2 separate regions of the Columba livia genome follow, and region 1 is linked to region 2. Evidence: chromatin contacts called from public Hi-C data. All regions are on one chromosome and are shown on one strand. Each heading gives the region's core, a stretch centred on a gene start, on an enhancer-like site or on the middle of the called end of the contact. The rest is flanking DNA. Distances are from core to core; before and after follow the strand shown. Region 1 overlaps EXD3 (exonuclease 3'-5' domain containing 3). Region 2 holds the start of EXD3 (exonuclease 3'-5' domain containing 3).

Region 1 (5,410 bases), core at 58-2,557, 130 kb after region 2:
TAACTTTACTCTTATCCAGCCTCCAGGTTCTCTGTCTAAATACGCCGGTACTTGTCCTGGCACTGAGGGTTTGCAGAAGTAGGAAGGTGACATTAATTCTTTCTAAGGAGCAGGTCTCTAGGAGGCTGACTGTCTGCGGAATGACGTGACGACGGTTTCTTGTCCCCTCTCATGAGTGTACGGAGCCAAGTCCCTGCCCTTTGGGTGCTCTGGAGCACCCTGCATTGGGCAGCACAGTTCTCTTCTTGTTCACAAGGCAGTTTGGGTGGTTCTCTTGATGGTCCGGCATCTATCATTATCCTGTACCTGGAGACAGATTCTGTCAGCTGAGAGTAAGTTTTGTTCTGCCTCTTCTGGAATAAAACAGTTAGCACATGTTTTATCCAGGTGTATCAACTGGACTGTGAAGCACAGGGACCACAAGAGGCTGAAAATCATTGCAAAACGTTTCCATTTCTTGAATTTTGAATTGTCAAGCTATATTTGCCAAACACGGAGTGCTCTTTCATCTGCACTTCACAGGAGACTTTCTCCTTTTTTAACACAGCTTTGACACAGCCCAACAGGTTGTTCAGACATTCCTCCATACGCTGCCATTGATCCCGTCTTCAGAGAGCCAGTCTCCAGGAAATGAGACACCTCCTCCAGAAGCGCCTGTGCTTTTGCTCAGAAGAGGATTCGTTTGATGTCCTGACAGCAGAAGGCAGACGCGTGTGGTTTTTCTGATCCCCACCCCCACGTCCTCAGAATGGGAAGAGGGGCTGAGCGGTGGGGATCTGACGGGACCGCTGTGGTTCTGCTCCCCAGCCCCCCTGGGCTCTGCCGCTGCCGCATCCTGCCGGCAGACATGGGAGCACCCAGCACCCAGCGTCCTGCGTCTCAGCCTCACCGCGGGCTGACATCATTCTGGAGAGCGCGGTCAGCTCGGGGAGAGCAGAAAGCGATTCTCCAGGTGTATTTATTTAGCAGACTGGAATGGATTCTTGATCTGGTGTTCTGCTCTTTCTGGCCTTCCATTTCCTTTGTTTTGGAGTATTTGCTTGATTTAAAGTATCCAAGCTGGCCAGTTACTTGCGTTAAGGTACATTTGGCAGCTGTTTCTGGACACAGTCCCTTCCGAGAGCTCTTTGGTGTTCTCTGTTTACCGTTCTCAGCTGTGTATGAGGTCTGGCTAAATGGCTCCTTTATCTCGCTAGTATTTAAATTACATGCTTGTATATCTCAAAGAAGTTTTCCTTGAGGCTCTTACTCCCTGTTTGCTCCTGTACCTCACCATAAAAGTGGCACTAATAATCACTGGTACCTTTGCCAGGAGTGGGGAGAGGCCTCGGTGGCCAGTGGGTCTCATGGAACCCGTGTGCTTGGCCGAGTGGAGAGCGGGTCCCAGCCCGAGTGTCTCCCCAAGGCTGGCTCAAACTCCACTGGAACGGGGATAGTAACTGATCAGTTTCCTTTCCCAGACCTCATGGTTCCAGAGGATTTTTCATGACTTGGCTGTTGCAAAAAGTTTATCTTTTTCTACTCTGAAGGCTCAGCCTTGCAGATAGTCCCTGCGAGCGCTTCCTCGGCGGGGACCTCTGGGGGCGGCTCTCCATGGGGCGAGCTGTTGGGTGGACTTACTGCACATCTCCTGAGGGACCGGCAGAGGCCACAGCCGTGCATTCCCCCAGCCCATGGCCTGTTCCAGCTTTGCTCAGCGGTGTCTGCATTGCGAGAGCACCAGCTCAGCTTTGAGCCAGCCAGAAAAGCTGCTGCACTTGCACAGCCTTGTGAACGTGATTAGTTTCCTGCAAATGAGCCCAGGACCCAGCTGTGGCTAATAACGAGAGTCCAGGCCACTGCTGGGTAGGGGCCCATTGCCTGCGTGCTTTGATTGCGTGTGGATTATTTTTTTGTGTTACGTGCTGTAGTCTCACAGTTGTCTGAATTACTTCATTCCAGCCGTGTTTCTCTGCCGTGCCCGGCTGGTGACACACGACAAGCAGAGGGTTCCCCTGTGCTCCAGAGCGCATTCCTCAGCCGGTGCTGGTGTGTAAGGTGGCGTGTTGAGTTTCAGCTCGCTGTACGGAACGTTCTCCCTTGTCTCAGACCCCTCAGAAGTGATTTTTTCTTTTCAGAAAACCATGACTCAGGAGAACTGGACAGATCATGTTCAGGTGAGTGGATTTCCCTCTCCCATTTTCTCAGGGTTATTTACTTGGAGGTTATTTTAAGATGCTCAGAATATGCAGCTCTGGATATTGTCATCCCACTATTACCGTTTTGCACTTCCTCATAACTTTATAAGCACACAGCAAAATTGTACATGCAGCGAAAAGCAAGGACAAAAGTTTATCTTTAAATTCCTGTTATGCCTTTAAAAATGCTCTAGTTTGGTTGGAGCATTTAGATAAGATTATGAGGTATGTTCCTTTACTTTCATACACTGATTTGTAAGTGAACCCTACAAACATTTATGCGGCTACATTACAAGGAGGGAGGAAAAAAGGAGTTCTCTTCAGGCCACAAACAGGGTGGGAGTAAATCAGGACAAATGTTAGATTCTGTCTGCATGCTCTGATCATTTTCAGCAGGTTTATTAGGTGACTGTTACATATTATGACTTCTGTATCTTGTGCTGTAGGACACAAGTAATTTTAATAACACAGGGAGAAGCGCAACAAGGGTTTTTGTTCTTGGTGTATAAACAGGAGAGTTCATGGGAACCATGTTGTGGCCTGGTACTACAATAAATAGATATGTGACAATGGAAGGCCACAAAATTCCACGGTGACAAACCATTAGTGATGATTTATGTGTCCACGGTGTCCCTATGGATTTGCAGCCTCATGGTGAGGTAACTGCAAAGTGAGGTTTCTGTAACTCCTCTCGGTTTGAATTCTGCAGCTATTACGGGTCTGGGATCATGAGCTGCCTTTGCAAACCCATTGGAAGGGTCGGCGAGGGCCTCGGGGCGGTGGCGGGCCGGTCCGATGACTGGTCATCTCCTGTGCTGGAGATCGCGGGCGCTGTCTGTGCACACCAGCAAAATGGCTCAAGTTGTTCCTTCTCTCTTTCATGGGCCATCAGGAAAAAGAGCAATTCAAAGGCACGAGGATGTGGGTTTTAAGACAGAGATCATTGATAAAATGCCCAGCATCGCTTTGTGGCAACTGTTAAGCCAACTAGGTGTTTCCAATGGTGAATATTCAGCTTCTCCATGTATGGTAGTTGATCACAGCGATGCAGGAGGCCGGGCTCTGCGAGGACGGGAAGGGCTCTTGCCTCTTGATCTCAGTGATTCTCTCCAGTGAAAGACCTTTTCAGGGTTCCCTTTGCTTCTCACAAGCTTAAAGGCCAGCATGAATCTTACTTAGTGCCTCGCTGGATCAAGACCGGAGGTGTGATTAGCCATGAAACATCTTCCTCACACCTTCTGGATGTACTTTGGTGTGTGCAGTGCAGGGGTTTCTGCTGGTGTGATAGGGAGAAGAACCTCCATTTAACACAGTTGCAGGTCGTGTCGGTCACTTGTGGAAAGAGGAGCCTTGGGAATAGATGCTCTCAGAAAAGTGCTTGTTTTGTGCCTGGTAAGAGAACTACACCGATGGATGATGGACTGTGGCAGAAGGTCGTCTTTGCTTTCCCGGAGTTTTCCAAACTTCGTATTTTCTGTGTGCTGCCAACTTAATATATTTTTGACAACTATGAGCTTATCACTCGAGTAGTGCTTAAACTTGCCTGTTCTCCGTCCTGCCCCTGCGCTATCAGTGATCGCTGTCCTTGGCAGCACTTTAAAGCGATCGGAATCTGTACCTGTGCATCTGGAGGAAGCTGAAACATCTGCATGTGCAGAGGCTGCTGCCTCACGCTGCCGGCAGCGCGGCTGCTCCCAACAAAGGAGAAGTTGCAAAGGAGAATCTCTGTGCAAGCTTTAGTTTTTGGTGCAAAAACTAAGGATTTTGGGGACCTCATTGGTTTTGAAAGATTGGGCTTTACATGAGGGAGAGGTTCAACTTTCCACTCAGAGCTTCACCTGTGACCTGACATATCTCTCACACTCCTTGTGGAGCTGGAGAGAGCGGTTGCTGGTGTTGTGCCTCCCGTCCTGTGTTCAGTTCAAACTCAGTTTGTATCTCCCAGGCTCTGCCTAGCGATGCGATATTGAAGACACGTTGCGCTGGGTGGGAAGTGGACGATGGGACCTGAGTCCCCTGGGGGAGAGGGAACCAGAACTCCCAAAAGATTCCACAACAACAAACACTCAATCAGAATATTTTGGATAATTTTTTTCAAGTTTAAGTCCAAAGAGGTTGACAGTCTTCGTGGATTTAAAGCCTGGTTTTGTTTAATTCTGTGCTGCAGTCGTAACAAAACACTTAGAGTCCTGGTGAAAGTGGTATCTCCTCGTTCGGTGGTGCTGGCCGTGCCACGTTTGGTGTGGCAGGTGATAGACATTTCTGGGCTGTTATTGCTTTTTGTTGGCCCTGAGCAATACAAGGACAGAATTTTCCTGTTCCTGCCCTGTGGGAGGAATCGAAGGTGTGATCCCGACTGCTCCTACAAAAGGCAGAAACCGGAGTTAATTGTGAGGCCGACAGAACCTGTTTCCAGCCCTGTAGCAAACTGGTTTTGCCCCCTGTGCCTGCCAGCGCCCGCGCTGCTCCTCCGCGACCGGCCGGGGCTGCGCGGGCGGGAGGAGCGGCAGCAAAGGGGCAGAACGGCTCCGTACCCCCGGGAGCCGCCCTGGTCACCGCGGCCTGCTGGCAGCACAGGACAGCTGCCGCTCGTGTCACCTCCTCTGAGAAGAGCCCGGGGGCTGAGGGAGGAGTGCTGCTCGCACAGTGCCAGCTGCTCTGCGATTCATCGCTTGCCTAACTGATGCGGGGCTGCGTGGAAACGCGCAGCAGAGCGCCTGTCCTCACAAGCAGAGGGGAAGGTGTGTAGGGTATCGATGGTAGATAGGCTGGAAAATAAGAGGCAGGGTGTGAGCCAGTTGTCTGCTTTGCTCTGTGCCAGTTCTGCGTGCTGATGATAAAGATGCTAGAATTGGGTAGAGCAGCTGCGGAGCAGGTGATATGTGGCAGCAGTCAGATGTGTTCAGGAAGGGTCATCCTGCTGGTGAGTGTGGACTGGACTTGGCCAGCAGCAAGAGGGGTTTGGTGAATGCTGACGTTTCCCTGGAAATTCTGCAGGACAAAATCGCTTTGAGACTGAAAAGCGTAGAAGGCGTTTTTCAGTCATCTGCCAAGCTTGCAGAAAATGAGCACGCAGAGCAATAGTATCTGTGAGGAGCATAGTAGGGAAGTGGCTCTGATTGCAAAGGTCACCTCTACCAGTGGTCTGGATGTGAGGTGGTATCTGAGATACTTGCATGAGGTTGGCAACGTGACATGGGACCGACCAGGCTTCAAAGATGCTGAGGGCTCTG
Region 2 (5,242 bases), core at 2,049-4,548:
ATTCTTTTCATTCTCAAAGAAAACCTGAATGGCAACATAAACTCCTGGCAGCCCCACATACAGAAGCAGCTTCTTTCTCTCTGTATATGGGATGGTAATGCCATATAGTAGCCACCTCTGAGGCCACAGAGTTGTACAAGCTCGTATCTTCTCAGTGTTATCAGAGGTAAGACTTGCTGACCTGAGACTATTTATAAGGCCAAACTGGACCTTATGAACTGTTAAAATTGCGGGACGAAGTGCATTTTAGAATTACAGAATCATTTAAGTTTAGGAATAAAGTATGACTAAAAGCAGAAAAGCCAAGACTGAAATGGGATGCATGCTTCACTCACATTTCCAGCTGCAGATGGACGAACCCTCTCTGAAAGAAGCCAACGGCTAAGGAGTTGTCCTTTGCAAGGGTTTTATCAAATGCCTAAGGAGAAAAACACAGACACGTGGCAAGGATGAGTCAGGATCTCTCCTGTTGATGCCTGGGTGCATGCACCCAGCCAGTCGTGTCCAGCTGCACTTGCACTGGGTGCAGAAGCTGTTTCTGGGCTCGTGACCAGCTCCTCCGGACTGCCGAGCGCCAGGTTGTGATCTGGGCTGAGGGGCAGGAGACAGCTCCAAGTCACCTTTTATGTCTTGGCTCTGTATGAGCTGAGCTTCAGGTTTTTTTCCTTCCTTGGGAAAATGGACAGGACATAACAAATGAGCTACATTTGCCATCCAGCATCTTGTGATGAGAAAACCATGTTGCCTGGACCAGAGTTTGCCCTGACGGTGGGAGCAGTGGGACCAGCCCAAGCAGGGAAGGCTGTTTGAAGCAGCCTACAGTGATGAATATGAGAAGGGGTGCAAGGGAGAAAGCCGACGGGCTTCACGCTGCACATACAAGTCAATATTTCTGGTCCAGTTTCCCAGCTAAAAACAGGAAAGTATTATCAAAGCTGGTAGCAGCTTGTGGCTGATGGTTCAAAGTAACAACGTGCTGGGAAAACTGTCTTAATGTCTTTCTGAGAAAGCTGGGAGGTATGCTCCTTCACTTGTCGTTGTGAAGAGATGGCAGGTAGATAATGAACTTTTGTGGTACTGGCTAGACAGGAGTGGTAGCATTGCACGGGTGAAAATATGTTGCAGGAGGTCAGGGAGTGACTGCACCTCTTGGTGAGGTGGCAGCTGCTTCTCCCATGGCTCCAACAGCAAACCTTGTGTTGTCTGCTTTAATGTGCTATAAGAGAGAAAAAATGAACAACCAACCGTTGACCTGTGTGAAGCATAGCTGAGCTTCTTCCCAGTCGTGCCCATTCATCAGAGCTAAAAAGTCTCTGTTGGGCACCATTGTGCTCTGCTCATTGTTGTCCCTTATAGCAATATAAGCTCATCTAAACATGAGGAGAAACTGCTATGAGGTGCAAGAGCCTGGCCCAGGCTGCCCAGAGCGGGTGTGGAGTCTCCTGCTCTGAGACATTCCAACCCCCTGGAGCCACCTGTGTGATCTGCTCTGTGACCCTGCGTGAGCAGGGCTGGGCTGGGGATCTACAGAGGTCCCTGCAACCCAGCCAGGCTGGGGTTCGGTGATTCTGTAACGGCCCTGCCCAAGGCTCCGTGGCTCTTCCCGGCCCCTCCAGTACAGCCTGATTTCTGCTTACTGCTAATTAATAAACAGCTTAAATGCATCTCCTCGCTGGGCAGCTGACAGCTGGCCAGCCAGATGTGCAGACATGCTGGGTGCTGTAAGATAAAGGCCTTCCCTCAGGGTGTTTGTCTGCCTGCACCTGCTCCCCGGTTCCAAAGGGTTCCCAGCACAGATGTTGCTTTCTGGCAGCCTCGACCGCTGGAGCAGGACTGTGGATGGGCACATGGGGCTGCAGGGCTCCATTTGCATCCATCACCGCCCGCATCTGTGCTTTTAGTGGGATGTGCAGGACAAGAAACTCTGGATTTTAATGAGAGTTTCGTAGCATCACAGAACAGTTTGGGTTGAAGGGACCTTCCCAGCTCCCCAGTGCCCCCCTGCCATGAGCAGGGACATCTTCACCAGCTCAGGTTGCTCAGAGCCCCGTCCAGCCTGGCCTGGGATGTCTCCAGGGATGGTTCATCCACCACCTCTCTGGCCAACCTGGGCCAGGCTCTCACCACCCTCAGGGCAACAATTTCAGCATTATTAGTTTCAGCCATTATTCCCTCAAAACCCGAAATGGCCAAGCGGTGCCGCCCGCCCCAGCGTCCCCCCCGGCCCGCCCTGCGGTTCGCCCCGCTCGACCCCGCTCACCCGCAGCGCCTCCCCGGGCCGCCCCGCCAGCAGCTGCACGCAGCCCATGTTGAAGCAGATGCGGGCCGGCGGCTCCGGGATCCCGCCGAAGATCTCCAGGGCGCCGTCCCAGTCCCCGCCGTCGGCCGCCAGCACGCCCTGGTGCCAGCGCCTCACCAGCTCCCGGTACGCCATGGCCCGCGGACCCGGCTGGGCCTCCCGCCGGGCTCACCTGCCGGCGGGCGCGGCCCCGGGGCGGGGAGCGGGCGGAGGAGGAAGCGCCGCTGCCTCCCCCCGCCCCTCCGTCCTCAGCCGCGCAGGGCAGCACCGCGGGGTGAGTGGCTGGGCCGCTGGCGGTGAACGGCGACTGAAAGGCCACCAGCAGAAAGGCCCTGGCGCAGCCTGGTTGGGACCTCTGCAGATCCCCAGCCCCACCTGCTCACGCAGGGTCACAGAGCAGATCACACAGGTGGGTCCAGGGGGTTTGAATGTCTCAGAGCAGGAGACTCCACACCCGCTCTGGGCAGCCTGGGCCAGGCTCTGGCACCTCCCAGCAAACAAGTTTCTGCTCATGTTCAGATGGAGCCTCCTGTGTTTCAGTCTGTGCCCGTTGCCCCTCACCCTGGCGTTGGGCACCACTGAACAGAGTCTGCTCCATCCTCTGACACCCACCCTGAGATACTGATCCCATTGATCAGATCCCTCTCAGCTTCTCTTCTCCAGCTGAACAGCCCCAGCTCTCTCAGTGTCTCCTCATCAGGAAGATGTTCCAGACCCCTCAGCATCTTTGTGTCCCTCCGCTGGACTCTCTCCAGTGATTCCTTGTCCTTCTTCAACTGGGGAGCCCAGACCTGGACACAGAACTGCAGATGGGGCCTCACCGGGGCAGAGCAGAGGGAAGATAATCCGCTCTCGACCTGCTGCTCACACTCTACCTGATGCACTGCAGGTGCCATTTGCCTTCTTGGCCACAAGGACACATAATGCTGTTTTGGGTGGGTTTTAAATGTAATAGTTATTTTCGCGGCCCTACAGGTGTTCGTGTTAACTACAGTAAGTACGGTAGGCATAAGGATGCCGCCGCGCTCTGGTAAATACGGTAAGCTCGGGGCTCGCTGCGTTGCCGCGGGCGACACCGCCCCCTGCAGGCGCTGTGCGTCGGTGCCGTCGCAAAAGCGGTCCGGCGGGGCGCGCGGCTGCGCACAAGGGATTCCGGACCCGGTCGGGTTTGTCGCGCGGAGCAGAGGCGTTGGCGCGCCGGGGAAGATTTTAAAAGGAGGACTCCGGAGTTCCCGTTGCTGCTTCCGGGTTGGTGCCAGGTGAGTGGCAGCAGCCGGCGGGCGCACCGGGCAGCTCCGGGCCGGGCTGCGGCTCCGGCTCCGCGGGGCGCAGGGCCGCGGCGGGGCCCGGTTCCTGGCGCAGCCTCGGGGGGGGAAGCTGTGCCCGGGCCCGTCTGGAGGAGCCCGGCGCAGCGCAGCGGACCTTGAGCCTGGGAAGCCCGAGGGGAGCGGGGCGGGCGGGGGCAGCGGGGCCGCTCCGGGTGTAACGCGCTTCGCAGCCGAAATAAAACTACGAAGTGTCTCGGCGTCCCTGGGTGGCGCCTCCCGGCGGAGCTGGCGCGGGGCGCCAGTACGGTAGCGGGGAGCGCACCCGCCGGTGTTGCCGGTATCTACGGTAGGGCTGCGGGCGGCAGCTCCGGGCGGCGCCTCAGCCCGGGCTGTGCGGCCCCTGAGGCGGGCGGAGCCGGCGGGCCGGGCCGATCCCCGCCCGCGTCTCGCTCCTGAGCGGCCCCTGCGGAGCGGACACCGGCCGGGCCCGGGCGCCTGCGGGCGGAGCGGCCCCGGGACCTGCGGGAGGCGGGGGCGGAGCGGCGGGAGCCCGGGGAAGGGCCGGGGAGCGGAGGGAAGAGGCGGACAGTGAGTGCGGGCCGCAGGTTCATAATTACAAGTAATTACTTACTTTACAGGTTTTGTGTAGCCACCGTACGTAATTATATGGCTTACAGGTAATTGGGGTGAATTAATAACGAAGTATCACTGGAAGCCAAAGGAATGTACGGCCGGCCTGTTACAGGAACGGTAGAATCGGTGTGTTTTCAGACAGCTTAGTTTTAAAGGAGTTGGTTGAGCTCCCCACCACTGACTTTAAATGCTTTGAAAATGGGGGGAAAAGATTCACTGGGTTTGGAAGTACCACAGATATTGTTCACATGTGTGGGAAGATGAAATGTGTTTTATCAAAACAAAAAAAGCAAGTTAACCTGATATTAATAGCAGGAATAAAATAAAACAAGCTTGTAAAACTCTGTAATTAGATACTACAAATGCAATGAGTGTGGAGATCAAGGACTTAACAACATACCCTCGAAGAGGAGATTCCCCCGCCCCCGGTGTTCCTTCTGGAGGGGACTTCAAGGTCTGGTTAAGTCGGTTTTGATATTGTTTGAACCACATACTTGAAACTCTGAGGAATTTGACTCTAGTGTGACCTGGCAATTTAATGAACAAAGGTGATGCCGTAGGGCAGCGAGGCGAAGTTTAAGAATGAGCTTAGGAACAAATCCTGCATCTTTGTTGTTAATTAGAAGACATAAATGACTGGGCTGTTTCCAGTCAGCTCCTCCACTTACCAGTTCTTTGTTCAAATACTAATACTGGCTTAAATTTTCCAAAAGCAGGTTTATACCTTTGCTGTAAAGTTTACTGAAGACAGACAGGTGAGATGATCAATGGCAAGGTGTTACTGCTGTAGCCTGGTCTGACCTTCCTGGTTAGACGGCTCCAAGCGGGAGAAGGATCTTAATATAATGAAAAAGGCAACATTACATCTAGAAACCATGACAGGTTCACAACACAACCACAGAGGTGGCAGAGAGTGACCCGGAGGATTTCGTTGCATCAGTGACACAATTTGAACTTTGCTGGTGTGGGAAGAGTTTATTTCAATTGTGATTTGACTAGATGATCTTTCGAGGTCACTTCCAATCCCTAACACTGTGATTTT

The links. A called contact is a pair of places that touch in the nucleus more often than the background predicts.
Region 1: a Hi-C map of liver shows a contact between it and region 2, with 2.4 times the contacts expected there. The contact joins the enhancer-like site here to the promoter of EXD3 in region 2. A contact is called at or near these places in 2 of 2 Hi-C or Micro-C datasets (crop and liver).

What each region holds. Positions count from the first base shown.
Region 1 is chr19:10,565,629-10,571,038 of bColLiv1.pat.W.v2, forward strand. EXD3 (exonuclease 3'-5' domain containing 3) reads left to right here. Exons shown (of 21, transcript XM_065036172.1): 11 at 2,118-2,156. Among named protein-coding and RNA genes, the nearest start is that of EXD3, 130 kb to the left of the region's middle. Within about 2 kb of position 1,308, at least 2 of the 3 cell types and tissues checked have an H3K27ac peak away from gene starts, as active enhancers do.
Region 2 is chr19:10,438,190-10,443,431 of bColLiv1.pat.W.v2, forward strand. EXD3 (exonuclease 3'-5' domain containing 3) reads left to right here and starts at 3,299. Exons shown (of 21, transcript XM_065036172.1): 1 at 3,299-3,558. The coding sequence starts at 3,314. It overlaps NOXA1 (NADPH oxidase activator 1), which reads right to left and starts at 2,643. Exons shown (of 15, transcript XM_065036193.1): 1 at 2,261-2,643; 2 at 336-418. The coding sequence starts at 2,434.